Regions from separate parts of the Mus musculus genome. Here regions 1, 2, 3, 4, 6 and 7 are each linked to region 5. A link is a contact called in public Hi-C, HiChIP or PLAC-seq and promoter capture Hi-C data. All regions are on one chromosome and are shown on one strand. The core of a region is the stretch at or near the end of the contact, and the rest is flanking DNA. Distances in the headings are between cores, read along the strand shown.

Evidence for each region. Promoter capture Hi-C pulls out the DNA fragments that hold promoters and counts their contacts. A called contact is a pair of places that touch in the nucleus more often than the background predicts. HiChIP or PLAC-seq counts read pairs in DNA pulled down with a chosen protein or histone mark. Capture Hi-C pulls out chosen DNA fragments and counts their contacts.
Region 1: a Hi-C map of B cells shows a contact between it and region 5, with 11 read pairs. The contact joins the promoter of Cdk1 here to the promoter of Arid5b in region 5. A contact is called at or near these places in 6 of 39 promoter capture datasets (the 3T3-L1 cell line, cranial neural crest, hippocampal neurons and 2 more), 3 of 484 Hi-C or Micro-C datasets (B cells, the MNK3 cell line and hematopoietic stem and progenitor cells) and 9 of 115 datasets of contacts at active chromatin or transcription factors (the NIH/3T3 cell line, bone marrow-derived dendritic cells, embryonic forebrain and 4 more).
Region 2: a Hi-C map of liver shows a contact between it and region 5, with 3 times the contacts expected there. The contact joins the promoter of 1110002J07Rik here to the promoter of Arid5b in region 5. A contact is called at or near these places in 3 of 484 Hi-C or Micro-C datasets (the N1E-115 cell line, cardiomyocytes and liver), 1 of 115 datasets of contacts at active chromatin or transcription factors (large pre-B cells) and 1 of 9 other capture datasets (embryonic stem cells).
Region 3: a Hi-C map of CD8 T cells shows a contact between it and region 5, with 2.8 times the contacts expected there. The contact joins the enhancer-like site here to the promoter of Arid5b in region 5. A contact is called at or near these places in 3 of 39 promoter capture datasets (liver and pre-B cells), 1 of 484 Hi-C or Micro-C datasets (CD8 T cells) and 4 of 115 datasets of contacts at active chromatin or transcription factors (bone marrow-derived dendritic cells, cardiomyocytes, regulatory T cells and 1 more).
Region 4: a promoter capture Hi-C map of liver shows a contact between it and region 5, with 2.8 times the contacts expected there. The contact joins the promoter of Reep3 here to the promoter of Arid5b in region 5. A contact is called at or near these places in 1 of 39 promoter capture datasets (pre-B cells), 1 of 115 datasets of contacts at active chromatin or transcription factors (pro-B cells) and 2 of 9 other capture datasets (liver and pancreatic islet).
Region 6: an H3K27ac HiChIP or PLAC-seq map of bone marrow-derived dendritic cells shows a contact between it and region 5, with 7 times the contacts expected there. The contact joins the enhancer-like site here to the promoter of Arid5b in region 5. A contact is called at or near these places in 1 of 39 promoter capture datasets (pre-B cells), 2 of 484 Hi-C or Micro-C datasets (LSK cells and Th1 cells) and 5 of 115 datasets of contacts at active chromatin or transcription factors (bone marrow-derived dendritic cells, bone marrow-derived macrophages, large pre-B cells and 2 more).
Region 7: a contact with region 5 is called in a promoter capture Hi-C map of pre-B cells, with 4 times the contacts expected there. The contact joins the enhancer-like site here to the promoter of Arid5b in region 5. A contact is called at or near these places in 3 of 39 promoter capture datasets (the C10 cell line, liver and pre-B cells) and 2 of 115 datasets of contacts at active chromatin or transcription factors (bone marrow-derived dendritic cells and pancreatic cancer cells).

The regions. Positions count from the first base shown.
Region 1 is chr10:69,351,373-69,354,576 of GRCm38.p6, forward strand. It overlaps Cdk1 (cyclin-dependent kinase 1), which reads right to left and starts at 1,540. Exons shown (of 8, transcript NM_007659.4): 1 at 1,464-1,540.
Region 2 is chr10:66,919,066-66,922,501 of GRCm38.p6, forward strand. It overlaps 1110002J07Rik (RIKEN cDNA 1110002J07 gene), which reads right to left and starts at 1,319. Exons shown (of 5, transcript NR_138561.1): 1 at 1,105-1,319.
Region 3 is chr10:67,187,905-67,191,217 of GRCm38.p6, forward strand. Jmjd1c (jumonji domain containing 1C) reads left to right here. Exons shown (of 26, transcript NM_207221.3): 3 at 1,832-1,945. Among named protein-coding and RNA genes, the nearest start is that of Jmjd1c, 62 kb to the left of the region's middle. Within about 2 kb of position 1,322, at least 62 of the 459 cell types and tissues checked have an H3K27ac peak or open chromatin away from gene starts, as enhancers often do. A contact at or near this core is called in CD8 T cells, liver and regulatory T cells, where this site is marked.
Region 4 is chr10:67,095,326-67,098,882 of GRCm38.p6, forward strand. Reep3 (receptor accessory protein 3) reads right to left here and starts at 1,663. Exons shown (of 8, transcript NM_178606.5): 1 at 1,465-1,663. The coding sequence starts at 1,496. It also overlaps a transcript of Jmjd1c not described here.
Region 5 is chr10:68,277,310-68,280,575 of GRCm38.p6, forward strand. It overlaps Arid5b (AT rich interactive domain 5B (MRF1-like)), which reads right to left and starts at 1,417. Exons shown (of 10, transcript NM_023598.2): 1 at 1,381-1,417; 2 at 621-875. The coding sequence starts at 1,401.
Region 6 is chr10:66,855,396-66,858,719 of GRCm38.p6, forward strand. No RefSeq gene overlaps it. Among named protein-coding and RNA genes, the nearest start is that of Gm31416, 23 kb to the left of the region's middle. Within about 2 kb of position 2,051, at least 17 of the 459 cell types and tissues checked have an H3K27ac peak or open chromatin away from gene starts, as enhancers often do. A contact at or near this core is called in bone marrow-derived dendritic cells, where this site is marked.
Region 7 is chr10:67,203,869-67,207,522 of GRCm38.p6, forward strand. All of the region lies in intron 3 of Jmjd1c (jumonji domain containing 1C), which reads left to right. Among named protein-coding and RNA genes, the nearest start is that of Jmjd1c, 79 kb to the left of the region's middle. Within about 2 kb of position 1,458, at least 100 of the 459 cell types and tissues checked have an H3K27ac peak or open chromatin away from gene starts, as enhancers often do. A contact at or near this core is called in liver and pre-B cells, where this site is marked.

The DNA of each region.
Region 1 (3,204 bases), core at 290-2,789, 1.1 Mb after region 5:
CCCTTTCCTTCCCAAGTTCCTTTGCTTTGGTCATGGTGTTTCATCCCAACAACGCTAAGACAGTGTGTTTGCTAATCATGCTTTGAAAAATATCACGAACAAGGGAGAAACAATTTCTTGGCTCACAAAGAATGGTAGGAAAAAGGTGTGCCTTCTCCTTGAAAGCCCTCTGCCACGGGTGACAAGATCCTTATGAATGAGCATCAAGGAATGGCTGACCTCTCGTGAGCTGTTCCTTACAGATCTCTTTCCACAGTAAAATCAACTCCATGGGGTGTGGGGGCACAGCCAGGAATCCCAGCTCTTGGCACTGCACAAGGAGGCAGCGGCTCAACAGATAAAAATTCAGAAGGAAAATGTAAACCCGTCCAAGGGTCCTGCCAGGCATCCCACTGAACCCTGGGGATTCTCAGACACATAAGATTGACTCTCAACTATGGAGATTATGTTTAGGAAATTTCAACGCATCCCCCCCCAACCCCCTTTCTTCAATACAGAGACTTAATATAACTATAGAGCATTAAACGTTTCAACCACCTCTGCACAGACAGCAAAGAGTTAACATGTCTTGAAAGCTGGGCTTATTTCCTTCCAACATTTTCCAGTCTCCCGGGCCTGCTGTTAAAAGCTGCCCAGTGTATCCAAGTTGGGGGCAGGCGATGGTGGCCCGCACATCAGAACCTTCATCGGTATTTATGTTTTAAGACGATCAAGGACGCGAAGGCATCCGCGGTTCTCCCTCTCTCTCCTTCTTTGCCTGGGTACAGTCTGTGGCCTTAGCACAGGCAACTAAAAATAAACGATCCTACACTTTCTTGGTTCTGCACCTTGGTAGGAATAAGCTTTTTAAACGACCACGGGTCTGTTTCTCCGGCAGTACCGACTTAAGGCCTCCGAAGGCAGCTGGCCTGGTGCAGCCCAGCTCCACACTGGCAGCCAACAGGGCCTGGGACATAACTTGGCACCCCGCCCACACCCGGGCCCACTCCAGCGAGGCCCATCCAGTCTGCAGGAACCTGGAGCTCGCGTAGGGGCCTGCACGTCCGCAGGACCCGGGGCTCAAGTGAGCCTTGCCCTTCCATAAGGGACCGCTGGATCGGGTGAGCCCTGCCCCCCCCCCCCATAGGGATCCCAGGCTCCGGTGAGCCCTGCTCCTCCATAGTGTCCCCAGGCTCAGGTAGGCCATGCTCCTGCATAGGGGACCCTGGCCTCAGATGAGGACATGCTCATCCATAGGGTACCCCAGACCCCGGGCTCAGGGAGGCCATGCCCGACCATAAGGGATCCCGGACTTAGGTGAGGCCCTACCCGTCCACAGGAGACCAAGATCTCACGTGGAGGCCCTACCCGTCCACAAGGGATCCCCAGGCTCACATGGATGTCCTGCCCTTCCCCGGGGGAACCCCCAGATCCCGTGGAGCCCCCGCAGGCCCAGCCTGCACCCAGTCCGACTCACGCCATACCTCTCTGTCCCGGCTGGGGCCACACCGCAGTTCCGGACTGCGCGGACGCAGCAACTCCAGGAGCTTAGAGGCCGAGTGCCAGCAGTTTCAAACTCGCCGCGGTAAAGCTCCCGGGATCCGCCAATCCGATTGCACGTAGACGTTCAAAGGAGCCAATCAGAGCTGAGCTACGCTTGGGCGGGGCTGCCTGGGAGCGCAGAGCGCGAAAGGGAGCGGAAACCGCGGCCAGAGGAATTGCAGGAGGGCGGGCGCCAACTGACTCTTGAGCTCTGTTTTCCTTCCAATATCGTCCTGTTGTTTCTGGACAGTCTAATCTATTCTCTTTTTTCTCCAGCTACCTTTCTGTGTGTAATTTCCCTCCAAGACTAACACAATTCAAATGCATTGAATTTAGATAGCCAGCCACCAAAGTGACAGTACCACTACATCAAGAGCTTGTTATTAGCTGGGCGTGGTAGCACACACCTTTAGTCTCAGCTTTCGGGAGGCAAAGGCAGGGCAAATTTCTGAGTTCGAGGCCAGCCTGGTCTACAGAGTGAGTTCCAGGACAGCCAGGGCTACACATACAGAGAAACCCTGTCTCGAAAAACCAAAAAAAAAAAAAAAAAAAAAAAAGAGTTTCTTACTTTTATTTTGTTTTGTTTTGAGACAAGGTTTCTGGGTGTAATTTTGACTGACCTAGAACTTGCTCTGTAGACCAGGCTGGCCTTGAACTCACAGAGATCCTCCTGCCTCTGCCTCCAGAGTACTGGGGTTAAAGGCGTGTGCTGCCACCACCACCTGGCTATTGCTAACATTTAAAATTACTTTATGATTATGCCTTTCAAAATTCTATATTAAGCTGGGATAATATAAATAATATATAATATTAATATATAATATATTAGTTTACATATGTATGTGTGTATATATATGTGTGTGTGTGTGTATATATGTGTGTGTATATATATATATACATATATATATATATATATATCTGAGGATTGTGGCACACACCTTTAATATATGTATATATATAATATTAAGTTTCACTATGGAATTTTCAGACAATATTGGTCTGTGTTAATTCTTCTCATCCCTTCTCCCAGTAACCCTAGTCCCCGCACCTCGTAACTGCACGCCCCCAAGCCCATAGCCCTCTGTGTCCTATCACCATGTCCATGACTCTAATCCCCCCCCCCACTCGGGCAGCCTTTCCTTTCTAGTTGGAACCTTATATACACACTAACATATGAACATTACATGCTAGGATCCGCCTATGAGAAAGAACATGAAGTGTCTGTCTCTCTATGTCTGTGTCAGGTAACTTGATGTATTTTCCAGCTCTCCCGTGTTCCTGCAGATTATGTTTTTTTCAATGAGTTTTTAGCAGCCAGCAGAAGGATCACATTTAAAGTACCTTAAGAAGACAAGAGGATAGGAACCAATGAAACACTGAAAGACACCCTCAAAACTGAAAAGAAAAAATGCCAGCCTGTTTCTGTGATTATACACTTATGTATTCATTATGTATACAATGATAACACACTAAATGTTTTGACATATCTCCACATAAGAATGTTAAATATTGGGCTGAAGAGATGGCTCAGAGGTTAAGAGCACTGTCTGCTCTTCCTAGAGGTCCTGAGTTCAATTCCCAGCAACCACATGATGGCTTATAACCATCTATAATGAGATCTGCTGCCCTCTTCTTGTGTGCAGGCATACATGTGTGTAGAATACTGTATACCAAATAGATAAA
Region 2 (3,436 bases), core at 69-2,568, 1.4 Mb before region 5:
GAGGTTACTATTACCATATCAAAGCTGACCCTGGCCACCAAGTTTTCCCACCATCCCTGAGTCTCTACCCATTCCAGGGTCCTCCTGGCTGGCATACTCCACCCCATACCCTAAACTTCTCCAGCCACGAGGCTGGACTGGGTTTTCCCTTCCCCCAGCCTCTCTGGCTCCTATACAATTCAGCCATTTCGGTTACATTATCTCTTAGCCCAGGCTACCCCTCTTTGTTAGTGTCTCCTTTCTTGCTTTCCCTGCCTCTCTCTCTCCACATAGTCCAGCTCAGTCTGGCAATGTTCACTCTGCACTCTCCCAGATGCCTCTTTTTGTCCATATTCTGTATTCTCTCTTATGTCTGTCACAAACCTTCTCCTCCACCATACCTAAGAACATCCTGAGCTCCTCCCATTTCTTTCTCTTTTTTTCCATCCATAAATCATCCCCAGAATGGTGAAGATGTGTACGGTTAGCACTCTGTCTAAATTCCATCTTACAATTACCTGGCAACAGCCAGGTAGGCCTGGCCCACTACAAAAGGGGCTGCTTGCCCCCTCCTCCCTCTCTTACTCCTTCCCGGCTTGCTTCTCTCGTGCCCTCTTGGGCTCTTCCCTTCCCCCTTCCCTTCTCCCTCTCTCCCTGTGGTCATGGCCGGCCTCTACTTCTCTGCTCTCTCTCTCTCTCTCTCTCTGCCTTTCTCTGCCTCTACTATCCACTTAACTCCTCTCCCCATGCCCTGAATAAATTCTATTCTATACAATATAATAGTATAGAATGTGGCTGGTCCTTCAGGGAGAAAGGATGCATTGGCATGGGCCCACTGAGGCACCCCCCCCTCACCACACCCCCATAGAACATGTTCTTATACCTCTTTGTCTTTTTATAATCACATTGTGTGCCACACAGATGAGGTCACCCCAGGAATGGAGGGTAGATCACATATAGATGAGGTTACCCCAGAAATGATAAGGATGTATCTCACATGGATGAGGTTACTCCAGGAATGGTGAAGATGCATCACACATCGATGAGATCACCCCAGGAATGGTGAGAATAGATCACACACCCAGTCACTCCAGGTAAGGACGAGTTACACAGAGATGAACTCACCCTGGAAATGGTGAACGTGAGCCCCCTACAGAGAGGGTTAGGGCATTTGCTGAAAATCCCTGCCACCGAGATCAGAGAAAACGGAAAAGGTTAAATACGGAAGAGACCTTCAAAGGTCACCTCCCTCTTTGCATGGAAGAGGAAGCCAAGGTCCCAGAAGGCTGCGTATCTCTCACAGAGTGCATTTACAGAAAAACCCAACCCAAGACTGCAGGCGCCTTCCACTGAAGTAACAGAAATGGGAAGGGGAAAAAAAAAAAAAAAAAAAAAACACTGAGTGAGTCAGGCGAGCGGGGGACACGGTCTCCCTTCCCCCTACCTCGGGGTGGTGGCAGGCAGCCAACTGGAGCTTGCTGCATATTTAATTTAAACCTTTGTCTGCCCTGGCAAGGACAAAGTACAATCTGTTTTATGTAAAAAGTCTTCCCTGAGGAAAGCCTCAGCCTCCAGCTGCGAAACTGATTGATGTTCTTAACTCCTCCCCCCCCCCCCCCCAGCCTCTGTGGGGATCCGAGGTTGCAGTTTCCAAAAAAAGAGTTGGGGGGGGGGGGAGGAAAGCACTCCAAACAAACAAGCAAAACAAAATTTCTTGCTTTTATTGTGTTACTCTCAATCTAGGAGAATTAGCCTGAAACTAGAGGGAGAAGCCTACAAATAAAGCCTATATTTTACAAGCCGATTTCAGAGCCCCAGATGGGAGGGGCTGGGACAGCAAGCTGCCGCGGGAGGCTGGAGTCTCGTCTAGGAGCTTTGTCTACAAGCTCCTTCTGCCTTGCCTTAGATGGCCTAATCTAATCAATACAGATACCAAAACGTCCTAAAGATGCCTTAAAGTGAAGCCTTCGTGTCAAGGAACATCACCGTTGGAAATGGTCACCGAACGTGAGATGGAGATTAGGAGTCACCTTGTTTTGAGAGCTCTGTGGATTTCCGGGTAGCCTGTTTCAGAGACCCTGATTTGGGAGATCATATGTCTTGCAAAACCAAGGCGTGCATTGTTGCAACTCAGTTTGGGGTCACCTCCAAGTGTTCCTGGACCTTCTAGACTTCTGCCTTAGACTGAAGCACTTAGTGACCTCAGTCTCAGCTGGCGCTCAGTGTTCAAAGGTTAGCGTCGAGGTGCGCTGAGGAGACCCAAAGGGGGCGGAACCACCCTGCATAGCATTAGACTTTTAACTCTGCTCCCGCCCTCGGTCCCCTGTATCAGATTGGTTGGAAGGAGAGCGTGGGTTAAGGGGGCATGGACCTGCCTTCCCCTTTCTGGTTCAGGAGCCAAACTTCATCTTGGAGTCAGAACAAAGCCATGGCCGGATCACACTAAGGAGCTCCAGCCTGTTTTGGGACAGAGCCAGGACCCAGAAACCATTGCCATGAGCCACCAGCTGGCTGCGGTCCCGGAAAACTTGTGCAGCTGCCGCACAGGCCAGACTGGGCCTGCACACTGTCACAGTGCCAGGCCCTCCATTAAGGCCCCCGTCTCCGCTCACACCCAACTTGCCCCGCGTACTTTGGCATCCTCCTGCCTTGAGGTGTGCCCTGGGATTACAGGGGAGACTTCAGAACCACCGAGTGACCTGCCTCCTCTTATCTTTCTGGGAATTACACAGTTGTTCTGGAACCCCTTGGAGAGGTCAAGGTAGATGGCTCCAGTCGCTGGTCTGATGAAAATGGAGGATTGAATCATTTCCCTTAACTCTGTGTGGTCTAATTTAAGTGCCTGTCATTAGTACTTCTAAGGAGAACACAGGCGCCCTAGCCCTGAAAACTGAAATCCCTCTCCGAAGGCCCTAATGATGGGGACAAAAAAAAAATCAATGAATGGCCACATTCACAGCTGTTTCCAGAAGTGTTTCCTGCTTTCTTGGACATTAAGCTCCAGTAATAAAGTTAACAACAGTACAATCATCCCGAGAAAAGGTCAAAGAAGAGGAAAATCTGTTTTGAAAAAAGATCCTGCCATCTCTTCCACACACCCGAGATTATCTCGCCATGCAGTGAGTGATTTCTCCGGGTAAACGTTCCCATTGACCCTCAGTGAGATGATCTGAAAGATCTGGCTTTTGCCCCAGTTGTATGAGTCCCTCTCCTGCTTGAGTATAAGCCTCCAGAAATCTGACAGACTGTAACAAGTCCGTCTTTAAAGGATTTGTGTGTGTGTGTGTCTCATGAGCACACACAGGTTAGAGTACATACACGAAGGTGCCAGCAGAGACCAGAAGAGTGCCAGGCAGTTGTGAGCCTCCAGACATGGGTGCTAGGAAATGAACTTTGGTCTTTGGCAAGAGTTCTTCTTAACCACGGAGCCATCTCTCCAGCTCCCCAAAGCTGCCTT
Region 3 (3,313 bases), core at 72-2,571, 1.1 Mb before region 5:
AAAGGGCTCTGGAGAAGATCTTCGCAGGAATGTTTTTGATATTATAAAATGACTGGGGCTTAGGAGATGCAAAACACCTGTATTATTTGCATAAGAAAAAGGTACTTAGGGCTAATGTTGCTAGTGTCCAGTCCTGCTAAATTGAATTTTATCTTTAGCCAGTCTTTTTTTTTGGGGGGGGGGGGGTTATCCTTGATGCTTTGGCCTGAAGTGTTTGGACAAGAAACAGAAAATGTCCAAAGATTGAAAGTCCTTTTGAGAAGGAGCCAGTGTTCTCTCATTTACCAATGCTAAACAAGTAGAAGTATAATATGAAAATTTTTCATTGTAGAAATACGCTAACTTGATAGCTATCATGTTAACATATTTCATATAATCAGATAACATGAACTCTTAAGCGAGTACATTCTCTTATAAAAAATGATAGAATTATATGAAATATTAGGAATCTAGGCCCAAGAAATAGAAAATATTGGTAGCAGGCAATGATAGATGTACAGTTAGTGTGGGAATTTTCTATTTTGAAAGTTAATTTCTCACACAAAGTATTTTGAACATCTAGTACTTAAAAGGTTAGGCTGGGACACAGTAGAAAGTTATTCTAACTAGGTTCAATTATCATAAATGTTAAAAATAAATGGAAGAGACAGATTTTGTTTGTTTTGGGGATGGTTCTAGAGATACATACTGTAATTTTTCAATTTTTTTTCAAATAAGGAAAATGTTATTTGCTCAGGAATATTAATTGAATAGAAATGAGATATGTTTAAAATATACATCCTAATGAATCCACTTAACTCCTGGTAAGAATTTCTTAAGTGTAGAAAATTAGCTCTTTGAGAACCCCTTCAAACTGAAACTTTTTTTGTGTAATAACCAGAGTATTTTGTATTTCTTTAAGACATAATAGCTACAAGACAGGGTGGACAGGAGCACCAACAGCTTTGGAATCTGGGAGATACGTACTGTCTTGGTCAACAGTGTTGTTTTGTGTCCAGATGGTACCCAAGTTGCCTTGTCATGAGGAAATGTTCTTTTGGTACACATATATGCAGTTTAGAAGCCTAGTTGTTTAATTGCATTTTTCAGATTTTGATTCTTTCTTAGGAAAGCCACACTTTTTAAGATGGTAGAATTTTCTTTTCATTTTAAAGCTTTTAGAACAAACAGTAGTAGATACATGAATACATTTAATTTTGACTGACTCTGACTCTGCTAAGAATGAGAGTGTGGTGATAGTCATTTAAGAAAACAAACACTGTGCCCTTGTTTCCTTCCTCTAACTTTCCCACCTCACTGCCTGCTGTGTGATCTCAGACTTGCTTTGTGACAGTGCTAGCTAGAGACAGGACAGGGCTGGTGGGGACTGCTCTTCCTCACTGGTCTCTCCTGCTGCCCTCTGCTCTCATTGAAGTAACTGCATCTGTAGTTGTTCTGGGAGCAAGGCAGGGGTGGGGTAAGGTCAGATGCTTTCTGCTCAGTTAAAATCTCAGTATGAAAATTAGACTAACATCTCTAGTTAGGAGTAAACAGGGGTGAATGTGGTTGACTTCTTTTCATGTTTTCAGGGTTAAGCAGAAACATACACGTGTGCTTGGTAGTCTTTCAGAAATAGTCTATAGCATGATACAGTATAATTTCCAGCTTATTAATTATGGTTGTGTTTAATTATTTTTTAATGAATAAAAAGTATTCTATGGTTTTAATAAAAACGTTAGGTTATACCATTATGACGACCTTATTGAACCATTATATTGCCATGTACCCTTTGTATAACACTTTGAGGATACAACCAGAAAATAACCATTAGAACTTTTCTCTTTTTTGACAGACCTTCAAACCATTGGTTGAAAATAGTATACCTAGTTCTATCACTGCAGTAGAATTCCTTATAGATAAGCAACTGGATTTTTTAACAGAAGATAGTGCCTTTCAGCCATACCAGGTAAGGAACTGCACACCAATTGTTCATTAAACTTCATTCATATTCAGGGCATTCAGTATATTTTGATTATAGCATTACTTAGCAATAAATTTGTGCTGGGACTTTGTTGTGAGACAGGAACACTTTGGCTATAGCTAGGATTACAGGAGTGAACACAGCTTCCTGTTAGAGGAGAATTGTCTAGACACCAGGGTTACTTCTGTTCATCTTTGGCTCAGGGCTGCACCTATCTATAAATGTATTTGAGGGTTTGGTTTTGTTTTGCCATATACTTATTTGTTTATGAGGTTAACTAATTTATTAGAGTAAGTAAATGCATCTTGAGGGGAAATAGGTTTTCCAGTAGACAAATAGATTTAAATTATGTAAAGAAACTCATCACAACTATTAAACAATTTGTGGTGATTCATATCTATGATCCTGGGACGTAGGAGGCTGAAGTAGGAGGATCTCATTCAGGGCCAGCCTTGCCAACATAAGAAAACTGTCTCAGAAAGCAGAAAAGTGTGTTTGTGGGGGCAGGAGGTACTGGCTCTGGAGACATGTGTCAGCAGCTAAGTGCTCTTGGGGCTTTTGCAGAGGCCTGGAGGAGTTCCAAGCACCAACAGGAGGCAGGCAGGTCACAACTACCTATAGGCCAGCTCTAGGGGAGCTGATGCCCTCTTCTGGCTCTGGCTGGTTCCTGGCATGTGTAATATATAGACAGAGACATGCAGATGCTGTGATAAGTAAAATTAAGTTCCTTGTCTTTTAGCAAAGTAAAAGATAATAATAACCTATTTTTCTTAATCTTCTAGCTTATTGCAATCTTTAAATTTAAAAATGTTTACATTGTTTTAATAATGGACTTTAACTTCAGTATTTTAAATATATACAAACATTTGATGCAGACACTTTTTTTTTCCCCCCAAAGACAGGGTTTCTCTGTATAGCCCTGGCTGCCCTGGAAGTCACTCTGTAGACCAGGCTGGCCTCAAACTCAAATCCGCCTGCCTCTGCCTCCCAAGTGCTGGAATTAAAGGTGTGCGCCATCACGTCCAGCTTGCAGATTCTTTTCTAGTTAAATGTTTTAAGTAGTATTATAACTGGGTTAAACAAAAAAATGATGAAAGTATATTGGCTTTTTTTCCTTATAAAGAGTAGAAAGTTACTTGTTGTTTCCATGGGAAGGACCAGTTAATGAGCAGTGAGCCCGTGCTGAAGTTGTAACAGTGAGGGAGTTGGAGTCGAAATGGTTTCCTATTTTGAATCTTACATAGTTTACATTCATCTTTTACTGTTATTTCTCTTTCTTCTTTACACGGTGTAGTTATTATTTTGTTTTATTTTTTGGTACTGCTAGCTTTTATTCTTGGCTTACATTTCTGA
Region 4 (3,557 bases), core at 413-2,912, 1.2 Mb before region 5:
GACCTTTGTATTGGAGGTAGCGTAGCACTAAACATACTTCCTTTCACCAATTAAAAAAATAAAAATCTTATTTGATGAATGCAAACTCAAGGTGTTCCATAATTTTCCATCATTGAAAATGGTCTAAGAGATCAAAAGACAAACCCAGTTTTTTTAATGGGGCATTTAATTTGAGGGGCTAGGCCAAAATAGTGGAGGGACTTCTGGTAGGTTAAGAAAGTATGCCTGGATTATGTGGAAACCCGAAGACTGCCTTGGAAGAGGCAAAACATAATTTGAAGGCACCCGTGGCATAACTTTATTTATTTGTGGCTTTAAGATGAATACAAGAAGTTCAGAGGCTTTAAAGGACATTTTATGAAAGAGCAAATTTTGAATGCATTGCAAACTAGGTTACCTAGCTCACTTCCAAACGAAATAAAAGCAAGTTAAAAAAAAATTAGCTCCTTCTCCGTAGTGAAAATAATAATGCCCAAGTAATGTCATTTTCTCCCTTCAAATTATAAGCTAATCAGCGAGGCCTGTTAACCTCATATAAACATTTCATTAAGGTACTCAGATGACACTACTGCTACATGAATAATGAATTCCCGCCCCCAGGCTTTACCTAATTTATGGCCCTTTATTTGGTGACTTTGCTTTAGAGCGCACAGGGTAAGGTGAAAGATGGGAAGAGAACCGGTTTAACTTGTATTCAAATACCTTTGCAGATTAAACAACACATCTCAACTTTTCCCCCCTCCTCTCCCCATCCGCAGCTCTCGTTTGTATCACAATCAGTGAACTGAGGAGATGACCCGAACAAAGGGGACTGGCACCTGCGCCTTCTCCATTGCAAACATTTCTTCCCACCCACGGCCCTCCACGGTCAGCGTTTGCCCGACCTTTCTAGCGCAGGCTCTTTCCCAGGTCACCTCGGGACCCCTGAGCAAGACTCTGCAGCCCGGGCTCTGACACCGATCTCTCCTCCTCCTACACGTGACCAAGCGGCGTGCGCCGCGGACAGACACCGCAACGCGGTAGACCTGGTGACAAAGGCTCGGGCGCATCCGGAGTCCCGCCGGCCTCCCGCGCTCAGCGTCGGCGGAGCCTGCGCAGGGCGGTGCCGCGCAGCGCGGGCCGCGGGAGCGGGAGCCGCAGCCGGGAGCGCGCCGCGGAGCCGAGCAGAGCCCGCCGCGCGCAGCGCCGGGCAGCGGAGGAGCCGAGGAGCGGAGCAGCGCCTGCCGCGTAGCCGAGGAGCGGAGGGGAGGCCGAGGAGAAGCCGAGCAGAGCCCGCCGCGCGCCGGGGAGCGGCTCCACGGAGCAGAGCCCACCGCCTGCCAGTCCGTTCGCCCGCGCCCTGCTGCTCCCAACGCCGCCGCCGCCCCGGAGCCCCGCAGCGACTGGGACACGGGTGAGCAGGCCGCGGCCCGTGAGCTTGGCTCCGGCAACCGGGCCCCAAGCGTCTTCCCCGCCCGTACTTACACCACGGCTCGGGAGATCATCCAGGACACCATCTTTTCGGCCGATGGGCCGCTGACCGCAGGCCGCGCGCTCCCCGCTCGCGCTCCCCGGGGCCGCGCTGGCGCCCTCGGGAGCCGGCCCGGTGTGTGCGCGCGGTGCCCGGAGCCGCCCGGAGCCCGGTCCCCCGCCCGTCCGCCCCCGCCCGCGGCCCCGCCGGCCCTGCCGGCCCCGCCCCTGCGCTCCGCTGATAGGCGGCGGCTCCGGGACCCCGCGGGCGCTGCGCTCCACCGAGCTGCGCGGTCACCTCGCTTCCCCGGGCCGGGGGACTCCGGGCGGGCGGTGAGAGCGCGTGGGAGCCGAGGCCGGGGGCGGGGGAAGCCGGGATTGTGAAGTGTCTGGCTAGGTGCGGCTCCGGTGCTCACCGAGGCTCGGCAGCCAGGGCCTACCACAGGCCTGGGTTGGCACGGCGAGGCTCGTGGTGCAATGCAGGGGCCAAGGGAGAGCGTCGGGGGTCACGTTTGGAGTGATGGGTTTGCAGGGATGGCGAGGCTGTTCTGGGCCCCTTGGGGCACCTTTTCCATCAGCGTCAGCCAACTCCTGTCTGTCTTGCCTGCCCCACAGCCTAAAACGTGGACCCAGGATTTCCGACCCGTGGTGCTGTTTACAAGTGTCCTTATTTTTTTTTTCCGTCACGCGCGCGCGCGTGTGTGTTACCTCTTAACACTGTCCAAAATTTTAAGCTGACCTTTTAAGTTACTGTAGGTGTTTTTTTTTCTTGGTCCCCTGGTGGAAGCAATAGTAAAAGTTCTCTAAGCTAGAAAGAATAATGTCTGTAATGTGGTGTTTGGAGCCTTTAATTAAAGTCCTAGAAAATATGATGGCTCATTTTGGGACGTACTGTAATTTAATCTTTTTGTTCCCCAGTTTCCCCATAATAAAAAGAGGCTAATAATACTCTTGCTTACCTCCTGCTTTTCAAGGATGATGTAAGGTATTGCTAATTAATGTGTTTAGGAAGGAGTCGGATTTGCCTGGGATGGTATCAAGGGACAGGGATAGGTTACCATGAGTGCCTTGTAGTTCATGAGGCCTATAAATTAAGAAGAATTTTGGCCATGAAAGAAAGCAGCAGGGGAGGGATGGTGGTGAGCTCTTGTGATCCCAGCACTGTGGAGGAGGTGGAGGCCTGCGGGGTTTCCTTCCACAGAACCAGGAAGAGAAGTCCTCCGCTGCTTTCTGCTCTTCCGTTCCTTTTTTTTTTTTTTTTTTTGCTTATTTACATTAAGAATGTGTGTTTTTATTTCAGGGGCTGCGGTGATTGCGTTTGTCCTGGTTTATTTAGTTTGACCATTGTTCAGCGTTACTGGGGAGATGTGCTTGCCCTCTAAGCAGCAGTTTTTCTGGCACATACCTTCCTTGTCCTTTCATGTCCTTCCATGGGCAGAGCGGTCTTGTAATGTCTTTATTTACAGCCTTTCGTTCCTCATCCTTAACATATCTTTCCCCTCCTCTCTTTCCTGAGCTAAGGTGTGTTTTCGTGCCCTTGACTGAATTGCATCTTTTTCTTGGATGCTTTATTTCCCATTCTCTACCTTTCTGACCTCTTAAATCCCCCCCCCCCAATTCCCTGCCCCCCACCCTCCCTCATAATTTATCCCTTAAGTTTCTGGACTCCTTTCACCCCTCCGCATTTAGTCTCTTCTGCCTGTTTTGCAGAGGTGATGGCTCTTGTTATTGTTTGCAGGACACAGCCCCCTTGTTCCTATTTCAAAAAGCCACGGGTTGTAAACCACCTACCTACCCTGGGTTGCTACAGTGTTGTTGAGTCATCCTGCCGCCCCAGACAGCCCTGGAGTGTTGATTCTCCTTGGTACCATGGAAACGGAGGTTTAGAGAACTTAACTCTGTAGCCAGTGATCCCCATGGTTCATAGGTAATGGAGCTGAACTCCAGTACTTTTGAGTCATACCTGAGTTGGGTGTGAGTTGGTTAGTCCAGGGGGAAAATTAAAAATTAGCAAGCTGCTTTTCTTCGTTGTTGTGACTGGCATTAACCACTAGCAAGCAGGTGGGGATGGGTCTGGGGATGCTGCACTCTGTGCTGTGTGGGGGACA
Region 5 (3,266 bases), core at 167-2,666:
CGCAAGTTATTTGAATGTATTATCCCAGTACCTGTCATTTATCACTTCAGTCAACACGCCTTTGCCAACTCAATTGCTTTTGATCTCATTCTGCCTCCGTTTCGTAATTTCCGCCCTCTTAAACATATCAAATACTTAAAAGAAAAAAAAAAAACGTGAACAATATCAAAACCCACTAAAAGAAAGCTACCCAGCCCAGGAGCCAGGCATGAAGTAAAAAAATTAAAAAAATTAAAAAGCAAAAAATATGTACATTAAAATATGTATATTAAAGCATGAGATATTAATCTTCAAGAAGAGGTAGCTAAACGAACACACACACACACACACACACACACACACACACACACACACACACCCTGGAACAAAACCCTTCTTGACAAGTTATTTGATCTTGACTAAAATCAGCAGTTGGACGGTCTTTGTAAAGCTGACAGCCAAACTCTGACAATGGTAAAATACTCCAGCCCCAGTTAGTGGCGCTACCCCTTTAAAAAACGAGCGGATCCTGCTCACCGCAGAACTGAATACAGTATTTTCAAGCTTGCCTTATAATACGCATTACTGGAGGGGGGGGGTAGATAATAAAGAAGGAAGAGAGGGAGAGATAGGTTTACCACCTCGCCATGGTCGCTATTTCTGCCCTGGGGAGTGTCTTCGGGGAGGAAATAAAGTTTCGAGCTGGATAAAAGTTGCCGGCTGGTCCTTTCTTCCCACAACAGCTGGAGCTCCGCTATGCAAATCGGATCCTTTGGCGTACATCTTACAAAGAAAAAGTCGCCAAGGGACAAGATTCTTGGTTTGCCTTCAAGGTGGAATTGAAAAGCCTTATAAAAAATATAAGGTCCGTGCAAGCCACACGGTGAGCCGACCCACTGCAGGAGGGGGAGAGAGAGGGAGAGAGAGAGAGAGAAAAAAAAAAGCACCACGTAAATAATGTAGCCATCAAGCACAAATATCTATTCCCAGGCACATTAACACACAAGACTCTCAATACAGACCGGCCCACAGATAGAACGCTGGGTGAAAAAATATTACAAAACCCACTAATTTTCTGCCTCCCTTAAAAAAAAAAAAAGAAAGAAAGAAAAAGAAAAGAAAAGAAAGAAAGAAAGAAAAGAAAAGAAAAAAAAAGCCCTCCGGGTCCCCACCACCCCTCCCCAGTTCCCCATATGAGGCGATAAAATTACATTATGTAGGTATGATCAGCGCAGGGATTTTTAAAAAAAACAATAAAAATGATTTTGGGGGGATGCAGAGGGTAAAAGTTTGGTAAAAAGTTTGTGGGGGGTGTGAGGGGGTGTGAGGGGGTGGGTGAGCTGGGGGGCTGGGGGGTGCCGGGGGGCGCCGGGACCGCAGGAGCGGAGGAGAGCGAAATACCTGGAGTGAGTTGGGCTCCATCTCGACGTTCTGAATTGATTGAACTCAACATTCTCTCCAAACTTGTTGGCTTGAATGGATTGCATCAGGTCCTGGCAGGGGAAAGCATTCTCTGCTTGCAGCCGGCGTGATGTCTCAATATAAAACTAAGCTCTAGCCTCCCCCTCAGCACCAAAATGATTGAAAATATATCCTAATATTTCCTCGAAGACTCAATTTTCATCTCCTGTAAAAAAGATGTGGGTTTGCTGCCAAAGATGGGTTGATCAAATTCGAAATAGGGAGAAGGGCTAAGTCCGACCTCGGCGGGAAGAGAATGGATCAAGGCAAAAAGCAGACAGGAAGATGTAAAAAAAAATTGAAACCCATCCTAAAACCAAGTAATGAGGGTATCTTTCTCTTCTCAGTTCCTCGTGTCTGTGGGTAACGTCGGTTGAGATTTTTGGAGCAGACCAAGTCTCTCGAGCTGCGTTGTGCATCTGACAGGACCTGCTTGTATATGTCTAATATAAAGAACATTTCCTGCAGAGATTCCGGGGCGCCGCTCCTCTTTCTAATGCTCCTTAGCAGATTTGCTGTTATTAGACATGTAGATTTGTTTGATAGTTAAATTACGTTTCCTCACTGCCATGTTTGAGAGAACTAATCTGTTAAATTATCTTCTGATGCCTATTTACACGGAAGGGAAAAGTGGGTTATCGATTATATAAACATATAAATATTAATGCATTTGTTCGCTTCGCAAAAAAAAAATACTCAGCAGGGGGGAAAAAAAGGAAGAAGAAGAGCAGAAAGACAAGTGAGCAGTACACACACGTCTCGTGATTTTGCAACAATATTGAACGGACAGCAACTACATTTAGGGAGAGGAACAATAAACCATGCATGATAAATCAATACATGCGAGCCGCGAGTCTGCTCGGAATATGAATTCGGGCTCTGGGTTCTGCGTGTGCATTCTTTAATTTTGAAGTATATACACTCGTACGTGTTTACAATGCTGATGGACGCCAAGGGCTCTCTCAAATGATAATGTGTTTATATAACCCGGCGCTACAGGAATAATATACCGACTTCTACCCCACCCCCAATCCTTCCCGTGCCCCCCTCCTCCCAAAAGGGAGGGGGAGCTTTCTCGGTAATAGTTTGAAACTGAAAAAAATAATCCATTTGCAAACTAGTTAAATACCATCAGAAATTAAGCTGTTGGAAACGGAGGTGGGGGGTGGTTAACACAACGTAAGACAATAAAGGTTTTAAATGTGTATATTTATTGTTCTGGAGCCCTGGAGCATTGCGCGGTTTGCATGCACGGCTATTATGCAAACAGAGAAACTTAAGAGCCACAGAACAAGGAACAGGCAGGGACTGCAAAACCCTCGCTCGCTGCGACCCAGCTGCCGGTCCTCCGCCTGGCTCGCTTGCATTTTCGCAGCATTGATGTAAAATGGTGTACTCGCTTCCTCCACCCCTTCCCGGCTCTCCTCCCACTCTTTCCAGCACCCCTCCCCAACCCCCCAGCGATTTTATTATATTGGCACCAATCTTTCCAGAGTGGGTCTGGCAGGCTAAAAAAGTAAACATGTACTATATGGGGGATAAGGTTTGTATAGTACGACAGTTGAAACTCGATCCGCGATAAAATTACAGGATGTTGAAATTACTAGCAAGCTATTTTTAACGCTTTCGCAACGTTTCACCTCTACCCGCAGCATCGAGTTGAGACAGGATTACTTTAATGAAAATTATATTCACATGGCTGAAGTTAATACACCCAGCAGAGCACAAACGCCTCATCTTCGGTGATCTGGCGGTGGAAGGACCCTCTGTGTGTGTTTTGACGCTTTTTTTCCATAACGTCTGCCTCCGCTGCAGTAAGAATTAGG
Region 6 (3,324 bases), core at 801-3,300, 1.4 Mb before region 5:
GCAAACAAATATACTTAAACGTCTGGAGAGATGACTCAGTGGTTAACAGCACTGACTGCTCTAACAGAAGACCTGAGTTCAGTTCCCAGCACCTACATTAGACAGGTGGTCCACAGTCACCTGTAACTCCAAAAGCAGGTGACCTAATGCCCCCCTTCTGACTGAAAGAAAATTAAAATTCAAGGTCCATGACTCATGCGGCTTGCTAGTTAGGAGGGCTTTGGGGGCCTAGAGCAAAGAACAGAGGCTGTAAAGTCATCCCAGGAACTGACTAGCCATAAAGATAGGGAAGACATACAAGAATGTCTGGACTGGCCTGGCGCCTCCCTATCTCCCACCCTTCTGACCTGAGTTAAATGTTAACCAGATGCTCTGCTGTTACCTCGATCTGCACGTACAGTTTGCTGATGTTTAAACTGTCCAATTGTGTGAAGCCATGCCAATTCTTCCCCTACCCCCACTCTTTTCCTATATAAACCCCTAGCGTCTGAGCCTCGTGGTCAACACCTCTGTCTCCAGTGTGAGATACTCCGACATTAAACTACCTCATGTGTTTGCACCAAGATGGTCTCTCATGATTCTTTGGGTGCACACTATCTCGTGACTTGGGTGGGGGAATCCCCACGGAGGTCTTCATGACCTTTGTCAGCACTCACACATGTAATATACATATACACAGACATATACATTTTAAAAATTACAGGTGTTTTCAGCCAAGCCTAACAACGTGAGTTCGATACTCCGGACCTACCTGATAGAAAGAAAGAACTGACCCCCGCAAGTTGAAATCTGGCCTGCAAACTCACATATGTCACACACACAATAAAAAATATATATAACTTAAAATCTAATAAAAACAATACACATGATCTAAAAGACACAGCCAAGACTGTTTCCCCAGACAGAGTGAAAATTCAAAAACAAAAGTCCTGAGAGCAAAGATGAGATTTGAAGGCTCCATGCATGCACCACTAAGACCACGACCACACGACAAGCCCTGCAAAGGCAGGGCAGGGCATAGGAACACTCATCTGTATGCCCAGCACTGGGGAAGCTGAGGCAGGAAGATGGCAAACTGGATGCCAGCCTGAGCTACATAGTAAGTTCAAGGACATTCTGGGGTTACATAGTTACATAGTAAGTTACATAGTAAGGTTATATACATACATATATATGCGTGTGTATATATGCGTATATGTATGCATATACATATACATATGCATATACATACATACATACATACATACATACATACCACTCAAACCCTCCAGAAATTTTTTTTAAAAATTCAAAGGAATAAAAAAAAATTCAAAGGAATTATGCAGGCTTCTATGAAAGGGATACCTTTTTTTTTTTTTTAATTTCACCAGTATCAGACTTCCTATAGCATTATTAGATGTTAGAAGACAAGCAAAAATGATATTTCATGGGGTGGTTAATTTTTAAAAATATTTATCTGTTTTTATTTTATACACATGGGTATTTTGCCTTCCTGTATGCAGTGCCCACAGAGGACAAAAGAAGGCGCAGAAATCCCTGAGACTGGACTTGCAGATGGCTGTGAGCTGCCACATGGGTGCTGAGAATTAACCATGGTCCTCTAGAAAAGCAGCCAGCGTCTTAACTGCTAAGTCACCTCATCAGCCACTTGTGGGTTTTTTTTAATTTTCATTTTGTTAATTCCAAAGGAAATATTTTCAACTTAAATTTCCTTTCTAAGCAAAAACTATTCATCAAATATGAATCTAAAATAGATGCATGTGGCCAGGCAAGAACCCGGACATTTGAATTCTCTGGGACCCCATTTGCAAACTGTCCTGTGAGATCTTAAAATCAACAAAACTCTACAAAGGGAATCCAAAGGCCAGGGGGGGGGAGGAATGAGCCAGCCCCAAAGGACTGAGGAGATTCTGTGCATGTGGATAGAAAACAAATTATTCCAGACTAAAACAGATCATGGTTCTGTGAAAGGTGACATGACTACAGTCTGGTCTCCCCAGAGAAACAAAAGCAACCGAAAAGCCATCTTTGCAACATTCAGAAACCAAAAACAGGAAATGAAAGACCCAGGTTCTAATCTCAGGACAGCTCTGGCGACCGGACCCTCTGATCAGTTCATTGTGTTCAATCTGAATAAATCAGGTGGCCTCTTACCCAAGGTTTTCTATTCCTCTTTATGCTCCCCCGGCCCTACCCTACCCCCAGCCTCCTGTGCACCCGAGTCTCACATGTCTCCTGTGGTTTAGATGTACCTGTTCCCACCAAAGCTCACACTGGTGTTTAATTCCACGACGTTGTCATGGTGGGGTATGGGACCTTTTAAAAGAGATTTGTGACCTTCTTTTAAGAGTGCATTGGTTCCTTGGGGAATTAAGTCATGTTTGGAGAGTACTGCTCAACATGAAGCAGGCAGTGTCTTCTCTTTAACACTCTGCTCCTTCCAAATTCATCTGCCTTCACTTTTGCTCTCCTGACATGCATGGAGCCATGTTAAGACCCTCATGAGAAGCCAGAGGGACACGTGTCATGTTCTCAGAGTTACAGAACCACAAGCTGAATTAAACTTCTTGACGTTGGCAACTTATCTCAGAGGCAAGCACTTGCCTAGCAAGCAAAGAGCCAGGGTTCAGTCTCAGCAATAAAAAGAAGTTTTAAAAAGTAAAATACATCTGTTTTTACCTCTAGAGAAAGAGGAGGAGGAGAAAGAGGAAGAGGGAAGAGGAAGAGAAGGAAGAAGAAGAGGAAGAAATGGAAATAGGAGGACCAGAGAGATAACTTACTGGTTAAGAGTGTATACTTTGCAGAGGACCCAGGTTTGTTTTCTGCACTCATGTTGGTTGGGTCACAATCACCTGTAACTCTAGATCTAGAGATTCCAGTATGTCTAGTCTTTGCCAGCATTGCCCTCACACACATAAACAGAGACACACATATGTACATATATCTTAATCTGGGTTTTATTGCTGTGAAGAAACACCATTCCCACAGCAACACTTAAAAAGAAAAACCTTTCATTGAAGCTGGCCCACATTTCAGAGGTTTTGTCCATTATTGTCATGTGCTGACAGACATGTGCTGGAGAAGAAACTGGGAGTTCTATACCTGGATCCGAAGGCAGCAGGGAGAGACAGTCATGCTAAGCCTAGCTTGAGCACCTGAGACCCCTGCCTCCATAGTGACAAACTTCCTCTACAAAGCCACATCTATTCACACAGGGCTACACCTCCTAATCGTGCCACTCCCTTTGGGCCAAGCATTCAAACATATGAGTCTATGGGAGCCAGTGCTATTTAAATCACCACAACATATAATTATCAAAAAAGT
Region 7 (3,654 bases), core at 208-2,707, 1.1 Mb before region 5:
AGCCGAACAAGTTAATTTATATAATTTTTTAATTTATAAAGTACTACAAAGTACCCCTTTTCATTATATTGATGTTCTCTTCTAATTGTTAATATGCAGAAGCACACATTGTGTTCTGAATTTTTTGTGTTAAAGAGAATGTATATGGTATTTATATCAGACTCTAGGAGTGTGGGGTCAGGAAATGAATAAGCACAAGGCTTGCCTTGCATGTGTGATGCCCTGGGTTTAAATCCCTGGAGTATAGAAAAGAGGGATAGGAGGGCTTGCCTTTTGTATAAATGTCAACTCATGGTGCATATGTTTTCAAGATGCCCTTAGAAGTTTGAGAAATGCTCAAAATAAGATCACAGCTTCATACATAGCTAGTAAAATATTTTATTTCTGCTTATAAATAATGGGTCATATAATTATAAATTATAAAATATAAATTTTACAATCTTCTATTTTACTCAGTGTGGATTTTTTTTTTCCAGTCAAGATTCTTCTGTTGTTCATATAATCTCACCTTTTTTTAAAAAAAAAATCATGAGTATGAATTTTTGGCCTGCACGTGTATGTATATGTGTGTGTGTATATATATGTGTGTCCATGTACTGCTTATATGCCAGTACCTGCAAAAGTCAGAAAAGGACTTCAGAACCCCTTGAACTGAAGTTATGGATGGCTTTGAACCACCATGTGAGTGCTTAGAATTGAACCCTAGTCCTCTGCAAGAGCAACAAGTGCTCTTAGCTACTGAGCCATCCCTCCAGCCTTTCTATTGGCTGGGAACAATGGTTGTGAAGGGTTCTTCCTAGCCAACAGTTTAGCTCTTGCATGCTTCTTACATTTTCTGTCATGTTTACTTTTAATTTGCAGTGTTAGAGTAATTTTGGGGTTGTTTGTTTGGAGGTTGTTCTAAAGCTTTGCTTCTCCTTTTTCCTTACATGTCCTAAATTTACATTGCCCAGCATTGGCAACAGTGCCAGGACCAATTCACGTGTCACATGTGGGACAGTGCAGATATGTTACACCTCAGTTGCAGAAAACTGAACTCGGAAGGACAAGACGAAACATCCCCGAATTTCAGAGTCACTGTCTTGTCTCTACTCAGATGAGCCCTTCATTTTTCTGGCACCATTTTGTCTGCTTCTATAAACTTGGGTTCCCTTACACAGTTACTCCAAATTATCACTGTTCTATCAAACTTCCTTCTTCTCTACTAGTAAATGACCTTTCTCCTACTGCACAGAGGAAACAGAGGTTACAGCAGGAACCCCCCCCCCCATAACTTCCTGTTCTTAGACCTATTTTTGTACCTCTCTTTGCCTCCTTTGTTTCTTGCCTCAAAGATAAGTCCATTTGGTGTTTCTTCATTTGTACAAATATTTCTTGGGTTGTAGGAGGATGAGGACAAGAGTGAAGGTGGGCGGGGTGAGATTTGTAGACTCAGAGAGCTGTCGTGAGACAGCTGAGCAGGGGAGGAAGGAAGGGCACGAGCCCTCAGGCATGGCGATCTGAGCCTGGCCCGCAGGACCGAGCTGACCCTTACGTTGTTCCGTGTCGTCTACATGCGGGCACAGTAAGTAAGGCCTACACGGGGCTCCAAATCATCAACTAGAACAGAAAATGGAAAGGCCGTAAAGTAAGCTCACTCTAAAAATTGGAGGCTCCAGAGATTAATCGATGTTAACAGTGATAAGGTACTCAAGTGGAGCTTAACAGGCTACAATACAGTTTTGGTTCTGACAAGTTTGGATTGGAAGCCTCTAGAAGGTTTGACCAGAATTTGAGTGATGTGATTTTCTTTCCCTTAATTTTATTTTATTCTGTTTATGTTTATGAGTGTTGTATCTGGGAGTATGTTTGCACACCAGAAGAGGGCATCATATCCCATCAGACTGCAGTTACAGACAGGTGTGAGCTACCATGTGGGTGCTGGGAATTGAATTCAGGACTTGGAAGAGCAGCTAGCACTCTTAACTGACAAGCTATCTTTTCATCTTCAGCTCCCAACAGGGAGTCATTTCATGACCAGTATTGTTTCATTTGTAGTCATCCTTCATTTTAAAGAATTTAAGATTTAATTTTACTTTTTGCTTTGCATGTTTTGCCTGCTTGTGTGTATGTGTGCCATATGTGTGCCTGGTGCCTTTGGAGGTCAGAAAAGGGCTTTGGGTTTTCTGGAACAGGAGTTACCAGATGGTCATGAGCACCATTTGATATTGGGAAACAAACTCAGGTCGTCTACAAGAACAAGTACCCTTCCAGCTGATACACACACACACACACACACACACACACACACACACACTCATCCCCATTGTTTTGTATATTCATTGAGACTAAGTATTATGTATCCCTAGAATATCTTTGTAATTGACTACATGCTAAAGCTCGCCTTGAATTTATGATCCTCTGAGCCCCTGGACCTCAATTTTAGAATTTTTTTTTTTAATTTTGATACATGTACATCATCCCCCTTTCCTTTTTCTCTCTCCAATCTCTCCCATATTACATGCTGCACCCACTGCAAAATCCATGGCCTCTTTTCCTTTTACACACATACATATACACCTACAAAAATACTCTAAAATAAATAAACACAACCTGTTTAGTCTAATGTTACTGGTTTTTTTATGGTTTCTGGGCTAACTGGTTGTTATTGGATAGCCACCTGGGATAGTTGGATAGTGGATAGTCAACTTCTTCCCTGCAGAAGACCATTTTCCCCATGCAACATTCCATAGTTGTCCATAGAGCTCATGTTAGGGCCCCATGAGTTTGGTCATTCCCTGTGAGCACGTTCTGATGGTGTTGTCAATGTTTAGGTTGTCATCTTGATGAGTCTTCATGGGTGTAGCTTCTCTGATGTCCCTAGGACATACAATCTCATACCAAACTTCCGGTTCCTCTGGCTCTTACAATCTTAATGTATGCTCTTCCACTCGTGTGTTGTTATAAAGGAAGTCCCATGTGCCATATGTCACCTGTTTTTATTTTTTTGTACATGTGTATACATGTAAATAATAAAATAGCTAATCTCTTCATTACTTGCATTTGTCGGTTTCTCCCTTGTAGTTTTTATATTAAGTGGCTTCCCAATTTGGTTGCTTGCTATTTTACAACCTACCCTAGATGGTGTCAGGTTTCAACTTTTTCTGTGCTCTGAATCAAGTTCTATACAAAAACCTCATGTCTACTATTAGATAATTATTTATTTAGCCATTTATATATTCTGAGTACTTCCAAGATAAATTCCTGTCCTCATAGAGCTTAAGTTTTACAGGAGGTATGGTGGATAATGAAACAATAAGCAAACTCTGTCATAATAAACATTTTAATAACATCTATTTTATTTAATAACAAAATAAAAATTGAGTAATTTTAAAGCCATTAGAATTGAGAGGGAGGGGGCTGCACTTTTAATCCCAGCACACCTGAGGCAGAAGCAGGCAGATCTTTGTGAGTTTGAGGCCTGCCTGGTCTACAGAGTGAGTTCCAGGACAGCCAGGGCTACACAGAGAAACCCTGTTTCAAAGAAACCAACCCTACCTCCAAAAAAACAAAACAAAACAACAACAGCAAAAAAAAAAAAAAAAAAAAAAAAAAAACCAACAACAACAAAAAGAAAGAAAGAAAGGGAGAAAGAAAAGAAAGAAAGGGAGAAAG